Linked DNA regions of Sus scrofa: region 2 is linked to region 1. Evidence: chromatin contacts called from public HiChIP or PLAC-seq data. All regions are on one chromosome and are shown on one strand. The core of a region is the stretch at or near the end of the contact, and the rest is flanking DNA. Distances in the headings are between cores, read along the strand shown.

The links. HiChIP or PLAC-seq counts read pairs in DNA pulled down with a chosen protein or histone mark.
Region 2: a contact with region 1 is called in an H3K27ac HiChIP or PLAC-seq map of alveolar macrophages. The contact joins the enhancer-like site here to the promoter of TNFSF8 in region 1. A contact is called at or near these places in 21 of 47 Hi-C or Micro-C datasets (adipocytes, adipose tissue, alveolar macrophages and 13 more) and 2 of 2 datasets of contacts at active chromatin or transcription factors (alveolar macrophages and skeletal muscle).

Annotation. Positions count from the first base shown.
Region 1 is chr1:255,454,163-255,461,686 of Sscrofa11.1, reverse strand. It overlaps TNFSF8 (TNF superfamily member 8), which reads left to right and starts at 2,667. Exons shown (of 5, transcript NM_001025219.1): 1 at 2,667-2,861. The coding sequence starts at 2,667.
Region 2 is chr1:255,523,553-255,531,076 of Sscrofa11.1, reverse strand. No RefSeq gene overlaps it. Among named protein-coding and RNA genes, the nearest start is that of TNFSF8, 68 kb to the right of the region's middle. Within about 2 kb of position 2,771, at least 13 of the 83 cell types and tissues checked have an H3K27ac peak or open chromatin away from gene starts, as enhancers often do. A contact at or near this core is called in adipose tissue, alveolar macrophages, fetal liver and 1 more, where this site is marked.

The DNA of each region.
Region 1 (7,524 bases), core at 1,418-3,917:
GAAAATCTCTCAACAAGTAACTCTACAGAAGCTCTTTCATTGATTCTCTGGGTGACTGGATAGAGAGGGGAAAGAAGGCAGTTAGCGCCAGGGATGGGCCACCAGGAGGGCTGGGCGAGCCTCTGCCACAGCTTGACAGGAGAGAAGAGTTTAGAACAATGGTGGTGAGAATTAGGGAACCACTGATGATTCTTGAGGGGAGGAGTGCCAAAGGGAGAGGAGTGAAATTGGGCCAACAAGCAGCTAGGGAAGCAACCTGATCTGAAAATCTCAACTGCTCAGAAGGTTCTGAGTAAAAACAAAGGGTGATTTTTCCCCCTTGTCAGCCTTCCCTCCCAGGACACTGTACTATATGCAAAACGTGTAACTGTAAGACAAACATTTTTTTCCACTGCCCTTCTGAGCCTCATGGGCCTTCAGGAAGACCTGCACTTCAAGCAAAGCCTTTTTATTTTTCAACACCCACAGCTTCCATTCAACAATCAGAAGTTTTCCACTTTCATCAAAGAGACTGCAGAGAGAGGCCAAGGGAGCAGCCTGTTCTCAGCAGCTCCGGGCAGACAACAGAGCCCCCTGCTACCCACTCACTGTCCGTGCCCACCACAGGACACGGCCAGGTACACACCCGCCCCCAAACACAGGCTGACTTCATTCCCACCTCAGTGACAGATCAAATGAACACGTGCACCCACTTCTTCCAAAACCTAGCCCAACCTGGGATCGAGGGGGTCTTAGCTTGCTTGACTGTAAAATGGGTACACTTTATTCCATGCTATTTAGCCCAATAAAACAATTTACCTCTTGACGGTTCTTCCATCTCCAGGATCTATGATTTTATGGATTCACTGGGAAGGAATATCCAGACCACCTCCTACAGTGACCCAACTCGGCTGATGCTCAGCAGCTTGGGACATCTGCGAGGGCAGCAGTGGTAAAAATCCAAGCTTGGCTTTAGACACAGGGCATTTCCTTTGAAGGATCTGGGATTTCTGCTGGCTCTCAGAGATACATGGCAGCCAAAAGTGAGCAGAAAGGGGAGGGTGCAATAAAGAACGGGGTACTTCCAAATGAAGTTTTCAGAGTTACACCCGGAGGCACCAACTATGCAGTGATTCACTTTTTAAATGGTATTTTGAAATGGAGATCATTAGTGACCACAGATGTGACCAGCTCTGTCCTCCAGAAAATCCATTCTTTCTAAATTCCAGACCATTTGGAATGTTTAACCAGAATGGTGCAACACCATCTGCCAAGTCTATTCCCATTCACAGAGTTCTCTTACATCACTAACTCATTTGACCTTCACAGTGGCTGTCCGTGCAGATGGGGAAAAGAGGCGGGGTGGAATGATTTAGACAAGGACCCAAGACCAACGAGGGGGTAGGGCTGAGACAGGCCCTCAGGTTTTCATCCTTCCAGTGCAAAGACATGTTGAATGATTTAGTGTGCGTTCAGAGGCCAGCCAGGGATGGCTTGTGCACCCAAGGCATTTCATTGATCAACATCTGCAACTTTGACAGAGACTCTGTTTATCCTCTCTGATCCTCAATTTTCCCATCTGGAAAAAAGAAATATCTGCCTCGGAGGGCAGAGGTGAGACAACTTCTAAATCTCCTAGCACTGTGCTGGAAACAGAGGATGATCGTTCAACTGTAGTAGTCTCTCTCTCACACTCACACACACACATCACAAACACGCACCTCCTGTCATGAAGGCAAACCACACATGCACAGCATACACGTGCCACACACCCACCACCTACAGGCACAGCACATGCACACACCACAGAGGAACCCCCCACACACATTCTGCACCATTACCACTTCCCCACCCCCACCCTCACTGCCAATTCCTTCCCCTTTTTCTGAGGTTTACAGCAAGTCCAAGTTTATCTGCAAATTTAACAGACTGCAATACACTCTGCAGGAACTTCTGTACAAAAGATCAGTGTTTCTGAAAAGGGTCTTCAAAAGATCAGTGATACTCAGAAAGTATCTCTGAATCTGTTCCCGAATTTCATACCGCCATAAGCTTGTTACCCTTTGGATAAATCTCCAGATTTGTGGGCTCTTCCTTCCCAGATATCTAGTAGTATTTCCAGTTTTTAGCAGGAGCCAATATCATCAATTCTTCTGGTCACTCTACTGCAGCCCAAGGAAGCTAGTCTCCCCAAGGCCCAGCAAAGAGACATTTTCTGATGAGCACCTCTGAGCTGCTGCAGCCCTTGCTAATGTGCAATTTCTCAGTCAGGAAGGCGTTTTGTGTCTGAGACTGACTCAAACAGAAGTTGCTTTGCGCGCGCACACACACACACACACACACACACACACACACACACACACAGAGACACACACACACCCCAGGGTAGGGAAACCGTCATTTTCCTATTCACCCTGTGACATCAGCCACCTTCTCTGTAGCTACAGTTTCTCTTCACTCAAATTAATCCCTGGCGATGAAAAATGAGCCTCTCCCCCACCCCTGCTGCCACCCTTCACCTCACGCCCCCAGAGAAGAGTTTCTTCTTCGTGTGGCGGCCGGTGAAGGTTTTTTTCCAAGTCACATGATCCAGGATGCAGGGGGAGAATCCTTCTTGGAACAGAGATGGGCCCAGACCGACTCAGATGAGGAGAGATAAGGTGTGATGTGGGGAAGGCTATATAAGAATGGACCCAGGGCTCCAGCAAGCATTCAACCCACTGGCCCCTTCTCAAGACACAGCCATGCATGTGCCCGCAGGCTCCGTCACCAGCCACCTGGGAACCTCCAGCCGCGGTTACTTCTATTTCACCACGGCCTCGCTGGCTCTGTGTCTCGTCTTTGCCGTGGTGACCATTATGGTGCTGGTAGTTCAGAAGACGGTAAGTGGACTTCTCTTCTTTGCCTTTCCTTTCTGATTTATGTTCCGTTTTCTCCACAGAGACTTGGGGATAAGCTTAAAAAAAAAAAAAAAAAAAAAAAGCCTGCATCATGTAGAGAAAGGGAGCAGAGAAATGGGAACTTAACCCTTCCAAGTAACATGGCTTTCTGAGAGAAAACTCTGTCAAGCCCTCTTCTCCAACTTTCCAGGCTCACGTGAGCCAAGAGAAGGGAGAGGAGCTATCAGCCTAGAGCAATTAAGATATTTAAAGGTTGCTGATCCAGAGACTGGTATCAAGGAAGGAAGCAATAAGGAGACGTGATAACACACTGGTATCACGTCTTAGGTGTTTTCAGACCAGATTCCAAGGTTCTGTATTCTCAGTCCAAATGTCCCTGAGATTTTGGAGGCTTCATCCAGGGCTAAGAGGTGTTTAAACCAGGAGCTAAGTTTCAGAGGCCAAAACCTGTAAGGGAAGGAAGCAAGAGAGAAAACCAGGGCTCCTCAGAGTTTGGGCATTTCAGCGTTAAAGCTCACAAGACAAATTGAAAACTTCCTTCCAAGCCACTGCTTTGAAGAGCTTAGAGTGTCACAAAAACATAGAGCACAGAGGCAGAACACAAATATTTTTCACACCTGTTCCCTCTGAGACTGCTCAGAATTCTAAAACTACAAGCAATTATGGGTACAACACTGTGGAGTCAAACTGCCTCAGGAAATTTACCCTTTTTTCTTTTTAAAGTAAATGGTAAGATCTGTTGTGAAAACAGACAGATGAAGAAGGAAGCTTCTTCATATTTTAGGAAACTGGTCTTTATAGAGAATCCACCAGCATGTATTTTAAAGAAAATACGGCAGTGATAGTATATATTGAATTTTTAAATTTTGACAGTTTAAAAACTGTACCCCCACCCTGCTACAGTAAGTACATGTCTATCTATTCCTTCAAAGCTCCCATTTTTCATGGTATTACAATCCTGCAGAATTTGTTCTGGTTTCCTTCAGCTGCCTTGGGTTGAATGCTCTTTAACTCATTGATTGCTAAAAAGAATGAAGCTTAAAAGGCTTTGGTATCTGTTTCTCAATCGTCATCAAGCTTTGAAATTTAAATGAAGAACTGAGGCTGCATTAAAGTGAAAGAAAACAGAATTGACAGCATTTGATTTAGATTGTAGGATTTATAATATTCATCATTTAATGCTCTCATCTACATCTACTGGTAATAACACTCTTGAAAATATTCTAGGACCCTTTTTTTCTGTACAGGGTCTATCATTTCTGTAATTCTAATTGTAAGTAAACCAGGAGTGTATTATTTTATAGCAACAGCCGAAGAAAAGAAATCAAAGTGTTCTTTGCAAATTTCTTTAAAGTTTGCAGCTAGAACTGCTATGAGAAAGAAAGGAAGAGAGAAAGAGAGAGAGAGCTGATGGGGATACAGGGTGTGGTGGTAACATGTAAAGCTAGAGAGAACCCCGAAATGGTCCTTATTCAAATCTTAACTTTGGGTTGAATTGAGTCTTTCCATGAAGGAATTGGAGTGGATCTTTCTGCCCCATTTTTGAAAATGTGGAAAATGAGGAACAGAAAGGGGACAGACAAAGGCTTGACCTTAAATTGTCCTGAGAAAGTGGTGCAGTCAAGACTGTCTGACTCTTTATGACCGTCCCCTTTGACAATGTAGATGGCCCCAGAATCACTAAGAAACTTGGTTCCTGCTCTTCTTTTGAGAGTCTTATCTTCTTGGCATCTGCCTTCCTTGACCTACCCTTCTGCTGGGACACGAAAAGATTCACTTCACAATCTGACTGGAGGGTTTCATGTACAGTGATTTCTTGGCCTGAGAAACATCAGCTACTTGCTTAAAAGCACTGTGATATTAAAAGTTAAGTGTTTTACACATATCATTTCCAATAATTTGCTCAGCTATTAACTGTCATAAGAGCTAAGAAGAGAGAGTTATCCCCTTGAGCTTGAGTTATTAGGAAAGGCTTCCAGGAGGAAAACTTTAGGACAGGTTGGCTTTAGGACAGATAAAACTTAAGACAAATGAAGAGATGCTAACAGGACTTCTGGTAAAGAAATCAATGGGAGATAGCCAAGGAACTTAAACTCACATCTCAATTATTAAAAATGAAATGGACTGATGGCCACATTACACTTTTTGTGTGAGGGTAAATAGGAGCAGGGGTGAGAACCACAAGAATGGTTTTATTGGCCCAAGAAGTCACAGTTCTAAATAAAAAGGCACATGTACAGACAACATGTAAAATAAGATTAAGGCATAAATATAATACGTGATGGAAGACAGGCACATAGGGCTACCATGAGACCACAAGTTAAGGAGACAGAACATTTCCCCAGGCAGGTCTAAGAAAGACTTCACCAGAGACTGGAGCTTCACTTTGGCTTAAGAAGCATGTACAGTATCAAACAGGTGAAGGGAAATCAGAGGACAGAGCACCCCTGGCCAATGGAACAGCATGAGAAAAGTGATGGAGAAGAGACGTGTAGGGCATGTAGGAAAATTAATAAAGACTGCTTTGAGATTTGGCCTGAAGCCCAAAAAACTCCAAGGTCAAATTCCTTGGGAGAGGCAAAGAAGGAACTTAGGTTTCAACCTCAAATATCTATTGAGCATCTACTGTGTGCAGGACATTGTTCTAAGCAATGGGTATAGAGCCTTCATCAAAGCCAACAAAATCTCTGCTTTCTTATGGAATCTCTGTTACTTACGGAATTATTGCCTACTGATGTCTTATGTCTCTGGGATGGCTGCATTTTACTTATATTTAAGCCATTATATTTATTTAAAATATTACATTCATGTGCTGTAAGAAAAGTAAATAGTGAACAAAGGAAAAGAAAAGTAGAAATCTCTCACACTCCCCCCATCCAACCACTAATCCCTTTTCCCTGAGATAAGGACCATCAATAGATTCTTCCATGTCCTTCCAGAAATCTACGCATCGACAAATATATAGTACACACGTGTCGTTATAGTAAACTCAAAAATCTGCATCTTGTTACTAACTTGACAGTATATCTTGGAGATCTTTCCAATACATGGGAGTCCAGCTTATTCTTTTGAAGAGTCACATAATATTCTATCATACTTCATATTTCATCTGTGTCTAGTGAAGTATCTTATGTTTTTCTCTAGAAGTTTTGCATCCTGTGTCTGTCTGAAGTCTATCTATGGGATAAATTCCCAGTGATGGGAACAGAGTGTACATTTTTCAATTCTATAAATAATATCAATCAGCTTCCAAAGAGATTGCACCAATACACTGCTCTTGAGGAAGCAAAAGTCCTGCCGACAAAGAGACAGATCTTAATATTAACAGAGAAAGAAAGAAAATGGATTTCTTTTTTTTTTTTTTCTTTCTCCCTGTCTTTTTTTAGGGCTGCACCCACAGCATATGGAAGTTCCCAGGCTAGGGGTCTAATCAGAGCTACAGCTGCCAGCCTACACCACAGCCAAAGCAATGCCAGATCCGAGCCATGTCTGTGACCTCCACCACAGCTCACAGCAACGCCGGATCCTTAACCCACTGAGCGAGGACAGGGATCGAACCCGCAACCTCATGGTTCCTAGTTGGATTCGTTTCCACTGTGCCACGATGGGAACTCCCAGAAAACTGATTTCTTGTTGAGTATCCACAACAGAGTACATGCATATATGTCAGGATGAAATTTCACATAGTTTAAAGCAAAAAGAAAAACAAAATGTCTCATATCTCCTCCAGAGACAAGGGTTATGTAGAGACAGACTATAAAGTTGACACCATTAAGTATTTTCAGTTCAAGCGGCTCTGAGGTCTTCAATCTTGGAGACATCTCTGTTACAAATCAGGAGCCTGGACTTACCCACCCCTGGAGAGATCCTTTTACATTCCACAAGGTTAGAACAGCGGCTCCTTGGGTCTTCTAGGAGACCCTTTCTAGACAGAAGAAAATTGCTGTTTATAAGCAAAGAAAATTGCTGTTTAAAAAAAATTTGTATTTACTAATACCATTCTACTTTCCCCCCAAGAGTGGGGTTTAGGGTTAGTGATTGGTATACGGTTTTATGGTCTGCTTTTCAACCCAGATAAAATATAGGGGTGAACTGAAATGCCCTGTGATACTTCCCTCTATCCAAGTTACTCTTTTCCAATGCATTCAGTTTATCACTCCAAAAAGTCCACTGAAAATCTCCTCTGGGGACAGCCCTGTGCTAGGCTATGAGGGAAGGACTCAAGTGTGTTTCTGAGAATCTCTAAGGTGGAGAGATGAGGCCCAAACACTCAAGAGTTTGAGATTAGGGCAGAATGGCACTGAACCTGAATGTCATAGACCAGAGGAGAGGAAGATAATTTCTGCTTGGGATGAAGGAGAGTTTTGCAGAGGAGCTTAGAAGAGAATCTAAGCCTCCTCTGAGAATTAGAAGGATCCTGTCTTATGCCCAAAGTTTTATTTAAAAATATGTTAAACCTACAGAAAAACAGAATGGTAAGCACTCAAATAACCTTTAATCTAAATTCATTAAATATTAATATCTTGCCATATCTCTGCTCTTTCTATATATGTGAAAGTTGAGTTTCAGGCAGTATGCCCTTTCACCCGCATGTATTTCAGCACCCATCTCCCACTTACTGCAGTGCCGTTATCACAGCAAGAGT
Region 2 (7,524 bases), core at 1,522-4,021, 69 kb before region 1:
GGGGGCGGGAAGGAGAGTCAGGGCACTGGTCCTCCAGCTCCATCTCTACGGGTCATGGTGGGCTGGCATCATGCTGGTGAGTTTCCCTCATAAGAGGCGCAGCACCTGTCAACTGACTACCTCCACACGAGGCTTCAGACAACTGCTATGCCCACTTGCCCCTTCAGGCCTCCCGATGGTCTCTGCTCCTCCCTGGGGGGCTACGCTAGCCCTCATGGGTCTCCTCCATACTGCCCGTGCCATTGGAAATAGTCCTGCTCTTTAAACTCTTCTCAGGGGCCCTGACAGGCAGGCCAGCCCTCGGGGAGTGCCAGGTGCTCAGTACCACTCTTGTGACCACCTGACGCCCCTATTCCCGCCTCGCTCCCTGGAGTGGACCTTGGTCATTGGATGGCGTCCCACCATTCAAACTCCTCTCTGGTTTTGGAAACTTTCCCATTGGTGAGAACCCTTCCTCCCACCATGGAAGCCGTGGGGAAAACACTCTCCTCCCCACGGCAGCCAGGGCAGGGAACTTGAGCTTGGCCCACTGGGTAACTGCAGAGGGACTCAACCTTGAGCGAGGAATGCAAACCAAGGAGCCTCTGAGGCTGGCTTCTTCCACCAACACCATCACAGTGCCCCCCACACGGGCCTATTCTCTGGGTCTACAATCCGTCCCACCTTCTGCCTTCTCGCCTTGCCCCTCTCAAGCCGTTCTCCCCCCAACCTCGCCGACTCCAGTGTATCCAGGGGGCTCTCAAGATTCTCACTTCCCTTCTCATTTACAAGTCAGTACTGAGTAACCCCCTGTGCCCTGCACTAAATGAACAAAACAACCCCTCGGGCAGCCTCCATGCCAGGGAGAGGCTGGCAATGTGAGTTATACATTCCTATCAGACCGGCGGAGGTGTAACTTGCAAACTGAAGGCAGGCTTTGGAAGCAAATAGAAGACCCCAGGAGAACACCTACGAGGATCCGACCCGGATGGCTTCCCCAAGGAAAGGCATGGGAATCGTGATCTAAATGATAAGAAAGGAGTTAACCAGCGAGGGAGGCAGGGGTGACAGAGAGCCAAGCATTTCCAGCAGGAACTGGGATCTGCAGATACTTTTGGTCCAGAATAAGGATTTTGATCTTTTCCTTAAATACAGGAAGAAACTACTAAGGAATTTTAAGCACAGGAGCATTATCCTCATGCTTTTTTTTTTTTTTTTTTTTTCTTTAACCATCTCTTTGCTGTAGTCCGTATTTGGGCCGAGGTTCACGTGGGAGAGAGCTGTGAGGAGGTCACTGCGGCAGTCCAGGTCAAAGGTGATGGAGCCTCCGGTTCTCAGCAGTGTTTAAAAAGTAAAATCCATAGCACATGGGGTCTCAGAGAGCCTCTCCCTGTCCACACTCCTAGTTCTGAGCTGTCCTCAATTCCTATGGGGGGCTTTTCCTCGTCATTTCAGTTAAGCCAGCCTAATCAGGGCTGTGGGGAGCTGGGGAAAAGGCCCCAGGAGCTCAGGATCGCGGATGGCTGCAGGGGCCCAGGTACACACGGTACAACCTGTCAGAATTTGGGCAGAACGGGCTGGAGAATCAGGGCTCCCTCAAGGTTACTGTGGCCAACATAAGGGCTGTGACAATGCCGGGGAAGGCTGCAGCTGGTCACCAAGGGTGACAATGGTACAGCCTTGCCTGAAAGGCTTTGCACCCTCTGAGACAGGTGAGAGCGCTGAAGGTGTTCAGGCCAGGAGTGACATAACCAGGGCGGCCCTTTAGAAAGCTCAATGCTGTACAGAAAGGCATCTGCCCGTCTGCCTACCTGGTCCACAGGGTGCATCTTGCCAGATTTGGGCTGGTGTGGGTTATTTGCAGCCAGCAGAGGGCTTACCCCCTTGTCCTCCTCCCTCCCCAGAGAGCCCGGCAAAGGAATTTAGAGCTTGGAAGGGAAGCAGGGAAAAGCTGTCCTCTTGAGAATCGCTCCAATCCCACCAAGACTGGAAAATAGATTTTAATATGTTACAGAAATAACACATACACACACATACTCAAAATAAGTAGCTCCCACATGAGCCCCGTGTATTTGCAGTTCCAGGTTAACCGGCTGGACTTTGAGGCAGTGAGATGACTTCTCCAAGTCCACAGGCCTGGAAGTGCCAGAGCTGGGACTGACACCAGGGCTGCTGACCCCTCCTTGGGCTTCGGTGCCTTGAGGAACACTCACCCCGTGTCTACTCCTGAAGCCACTCTTCCACTCAGCACACATGCAACACCTCTGTTTGCTGGTTCTCTCACAAAGCTTAGCTTGCGAGCACATGTGATCATAAGGACAGCTTTACAACAATTTCAATGTCAGTGTCATAATGCTGGTTTTAAACCTTCTTAAGTTTGTTTTGTTCTTTATTTTAACCATCTACTTTCACAGGTTCTTTTTCAGAAGTTTAAAATTTTGCACGTATGTACATGTACATTTATGTTCAGTTTGGGTTCATTTCTACAGCATTTTGTAAGAATTAAAATAAACGTTTAAGCACATGGTTTTAAAAAAAAATACTTTCTCAACACAAGTAATCATGTTTGTAGTCAGAACTGAGCTTAAAAATCAAGTTTTCCAATTCCTGAATGATCTGGGTCTAGTTACTTAATTTTTCTGAGCATTCCTAAAAGTGAGAATCAGAGGATCTATACTAATGAGAATTTGCGACGATTTTAAAAAGAAAATGGGCAGCGCTTGGCCAGGAGAAAACTCCCAGACTGGTCTTTCCCTTGAACCAGCAGATGGCAGCCTCCCCCAGCTTTAGGAGAGCACATTCTTGCATGAGGTCAATGGGGCTCCCAGGCTCACAGACACTTGGGGGAAAACACCTTCTCCACCGCCACTCTAATTCCTCTTTCAAGGATGGGCTCACGCCCAGCCCAGGGCAGCAGGGCATATGCCAGGCGCCTTTTCTGTTCTTACCTCCCCCTTGCTACACAAAACCTCTGGTCCACAACCACAAACCCTCTTGTTTATGACCTCTCGCAAAGGTACACTGTGGGGAAGGTGGGGAGACAGGCAGTAGGGACAGGGAGGGAGGGCTTCCGGCTTGTAAGTCCAATCCCCACTCAGATTCTCCAAGGACACCGGGCGAGGACCTCCCCGCTTCTCTAGCAGGTGTAATGGCTTCACTGGATCGCTGCCCATCACCAATTCACTTTTATGTACTAATACCCGATGGCTGGTTGTGAAGGCTAAGCTCACGTTTTCTACTGTCCTATGCTCGTCCCCTTGGCTTGTCCCTGGCCCCACAGTGACAAGACTTCTGTCCTCCTTCCCCACAGCTTCACTCTGCAGACAAGGTAAAGCAAGTCTAGAAATGGGGGCTGGTTCCTGCCACCCTTAGTTGTTTGGTTTTACTTTCTCTTCACCTCTAAAGCATGGTTCAGAGAGTGATCCCTCCAGATTATCCGGAGCAGCTTGGACAGCACTGAAAATGAAGCCAAAGACCCTCTGTCAGCAGGGCTTGCGTCCCAGAGCCATCCTCCCGAAATGCTGAGTCATGTCCTCTCATTCTGCCAGTTAAAACCTTCCAAAGCCGGACTCTGGCTCAGAGTTAAGGCCCAAGGTGCAGGGGTCTTCGAAGCCCTGAGTGATCTGTGCCTGAAGGCTTCCCCAGTGGAACCAACGTGCCACCCCTCTCTCACCACACTCCCTGATGGCTCACGTTCTTCAGATGTTTTCCCAAGGTCACCTTCTCAACGAGTCTTTCGCTCAGTTCCTACATAAACCCACACCTGCACACTCAGACACGCAAAAACAAACGCACATACACCGCGCCCCCCTTCCCCAGGACTCTTCTTTATTTTTCCCTGTAGCACATATTTCCATGGGACACACTCCAGGTTTACTTAATTACCTGTATGTTTTCTAGAAATCTAGCTCCATGACAACAGGGACTTTGTGGGTGCTTCCTCTCTGCTGCACCTCCAGCACCCAGCAGCACCTGTTGTGTTGTTTCTGTCAGTGCATGTTAAATGGAACAGGTGACCAGACCTGGGGGAGAGGTGATCGGTCCCTACTGGCCTCACCTTATCTTTCTACTCAACTCACTGAGTGCTGAATCTGTTCCCAGATCAGCATTTTAAGTGGAAACAAACTCAGAGATGAAGTGACCTTCCTCAGTGGCCATGCAGTCCATACAGATTTGGATTCGGTTTCTGCTCACCCACATCATCGCCTCAACAGGTCAGAACCTAATGGTGGGATTTAAAGAAATAGGAGAGGAATTGCTCTCTCAAAAGCCCCAGAGGGCAGCCTCTCTTAGGGAGGGACAGGCTAAGGGCTGAGAATGTCTCACAACCAAGGAGGAAGAAATCCAGCAGGATTTAGAAGGAAAAAACCACCACAAATATCAGTCACTTGAGAGATAGAGCCTGATCTATGCCCAGTTAGAAGGACTTTTCCAGGGACTTTCCACACACATGGTCTCCTGGAAAGCATCGTCCCAACTTTGGCCAGTGGCCCTGCCTCCCCACCACACTGAGAGCCATCCTTCCTCTGGGATTGATGGGACGTGGGTGAAAGCAGCTGACCTCTCAAGCCTTTTATTTACAAGCATTAACTTTAAAAGGTTCCTAAGCACTAAAGAGAGAAAAAGAAAGAGAGGGGGTTTTCCAGGTATGGCGAGAACATCACTAAACTGGATTCACCAGGTTATGGGTTCAAAGCTTCTCCAAAAAGTGTCACGGGGAGTTCCCATTGTGGCTCAGCGGTTAACAAACCCGATTAGTATCCATGAGAAAGCGATCCCTAGCCTTGCTTAGTGGGTTGAGGATCTGGCGTTGCCGTAAGCTGCGGCGTAAGCCGGCAGCTGCAGCTCTGATTAGATCCCTAGCCTGGGAACCTCCATATGCTGCGGGTGCGGCCCTACACACACACACACACACACACACACACTTGCACACACACACACTTGCACACACACAAAGTGCCTCTGTTCTCCAGCGCAACATGAGGCCTGGATCATCCCCAGAGGCATTCAGCTTCTCTGCGGACATCCTTCCCCACAATCATGGCAGAGGAGAGAGAGCCACTGGCCCCTGCTGGGCAAAGGGAATTTGGGAGGAGGGACACCGCAGACCCAGCTTAATGGAGGCAGAAGGACACCCTTCGGGGGAGTATCAAAGTCAGGTGTGAAAAGGCACCTATTCTACCCACAAGCCTGCCTCAAGGCAGCAAAGTGCTCCCAACTCAGTGCGACCCTCTGCAGAGTGGCGACAACTTCCATGGGGGCCGGGCCTATTCTGCTGTGTTCACACCCCGAGGACGTGGAGCCGGAACACAGTCACTGCACGGTTGTCTTAGAATGGTGCACACTTTGACAATCAGCGTCTTGAGAAGACTAGAACCCCCACGCCTTTAGAGAGAAAAAATGGGATAATGAGCAGAGACATAATTTCTGTCTCAGCATCTCTGAGGGTCTGTCATGGAAAGGAGAGAGCAGACGTCTTCTGTTGGGTGACAGAGGGAGGAACGAGGGTCCAAAGGTGAAATCCACATGGGGACAAATGGCTCTCGAATAAAAGAAATCCTTATGCCCAAAGCCATCCAGAGATCAGGCAGTCACAGAAGCTGGGGCACCCGATGTTGGAGGGAACCATCACCACCTGGCTCTTGGTGATGGTTCAGAGAAGAAACAGAGGGGTGTCATGTCCCTGCCGTATCTCTGGTTCAGTCAGTTATTTCATACCAGGTGTCCAGAATGTTCCTACTGCAGGCTTTCGGGCTCCATCCTGAGGAAGCCTAGAGCGAGAGAGAGTTGAGATGCCGCGAGACACAGATGTAGTTCTTAAGAAGAAGGTGGCCCCTTGGGGAGAGAGGAGGGATGATAAGAAGCAAGTGTTGGCTGTTCCTCTGCACAGAGGCCTTCCTCCAGGGAACACCCTGGGGAGGAGCCATATTTGCAAGCTGACACCACCATGAGCCTCCTAAAAATTCGGCGTTTAATTCGTTTCTTCGAAGTTAAGTTCCTTAGAGAAAAAGAAATCTGCATGGTCTCTTGCTAAAGAATCTCACTGCGTCCTGGGCCAGGAGATTTGCTACAAGAGATGGCTCAAGGCCAAATTTCACTTTCTAAACTTCTCTTGGGAACCTACAGGAGGCTTGCTCAAAGACACAGTCTCCATAAAGGAGACTTTAAGTGTAGAAAATACATAATATTATCATTCAGCTCCCGACCTCAGTCACCACTTCATCCTTTCCTCCCCATTTAACCTAAATACCAAGAGCATTCAAGTGGAATTCAAACGGCTTCATGTACAGCATAGAATACACGGTTTTAATACTAAAGTTTAAGCTCGATTATAACAAGACCTCTTAGGCAAGGACTTAGAAAACTGCCTCCCCAACTAGACAGTAAGGGTGGGGAGGGCAGGCAGCATGTCTTAGCAAATTCTGCATCAGCAGCATCTCACAAGGAAGAGAGAGAGAGAGATGCTAACCCAGTGAATGAACCAAGTGACCACTCGTTTCAAGCTCCGGCTCTGCTGCAGACCTAGCTGTGTGAGCTTGGTTAAGCTACCTAACTTCTCTGAGCCACAAACACTTTCATCTATAAATCAGAAGTAATAATAACTACATGGAATGAATGTGATAAGTGCAATGATGTGTATAAAGTGTCCCAGAAAGTGTCTGACATAGAGTTGTGCTCAGTAAATGCCTTCCTCCTCCCCATCCCTAGAAGCGTACTTCAAGCGGTGACTGATGGGTAAGCGTCTGCCAGGCTGCTCTATGGGTGGAGCTGAGGTGAATGCCCTGTGGCTGATTTAGGAGCAGCAGACAGATGAGTTCAAGTGCCTCAGGTTCAGGGAGGTGCTCCCTCAAAGAGTTTGGGGCAGAGAGAGGGAAAAAAAATCTCAAATTTCAGTACATCTCTGCCAACTTTAAGAGGCTGCTCCCACTCAGTCATATGGTTTTCGTTCACACCATCATTTCCAATTTAATACTTCAGCTCCAGAAAGCAAAGTCCCTGGATCTTTCAGAGGATCCATATACGATTCACACTCTTGACAGCTTTTCATCAGCAAAACTGGATATACAGCCACAGTAAATTCTACTCAGAGTCATTTATACTTAAAGGAACCACATAATAAATTCCTATTGTGTCTGGTCCCCCATTTCCCCCCCAACACACACACTAGTTTATCCCTGAAAATGAATGTGTCTGATGCTGTGATCAGCAAGAGAAACACATGCCACCCAGCATGCCTCTCACTGCCTCAGGTGCAAGGAAAGTAAGCACAAATTCACTGGCCACTTGTTCCAATCATCACGGCTCAGGCCTGGGGCATAATTTATCCCTTCTAGATCCTTCCATTGGTCTCTGTTCTCTTTTTCATCCTAATGATTCAATTTTGCTTCTGTTGAATCCATAAACCACTGCAAATTTTTCTGCAGAAAAGTGAGATGGAAGAATGTTCAAAATATGAAACAGCACAGATTCCCAAGGAGGGCACCCCTAGTTTAAAAACAATATCCAATTTCTCTCTTGCAGATTCACCGTCTTTAAATGAGTGGC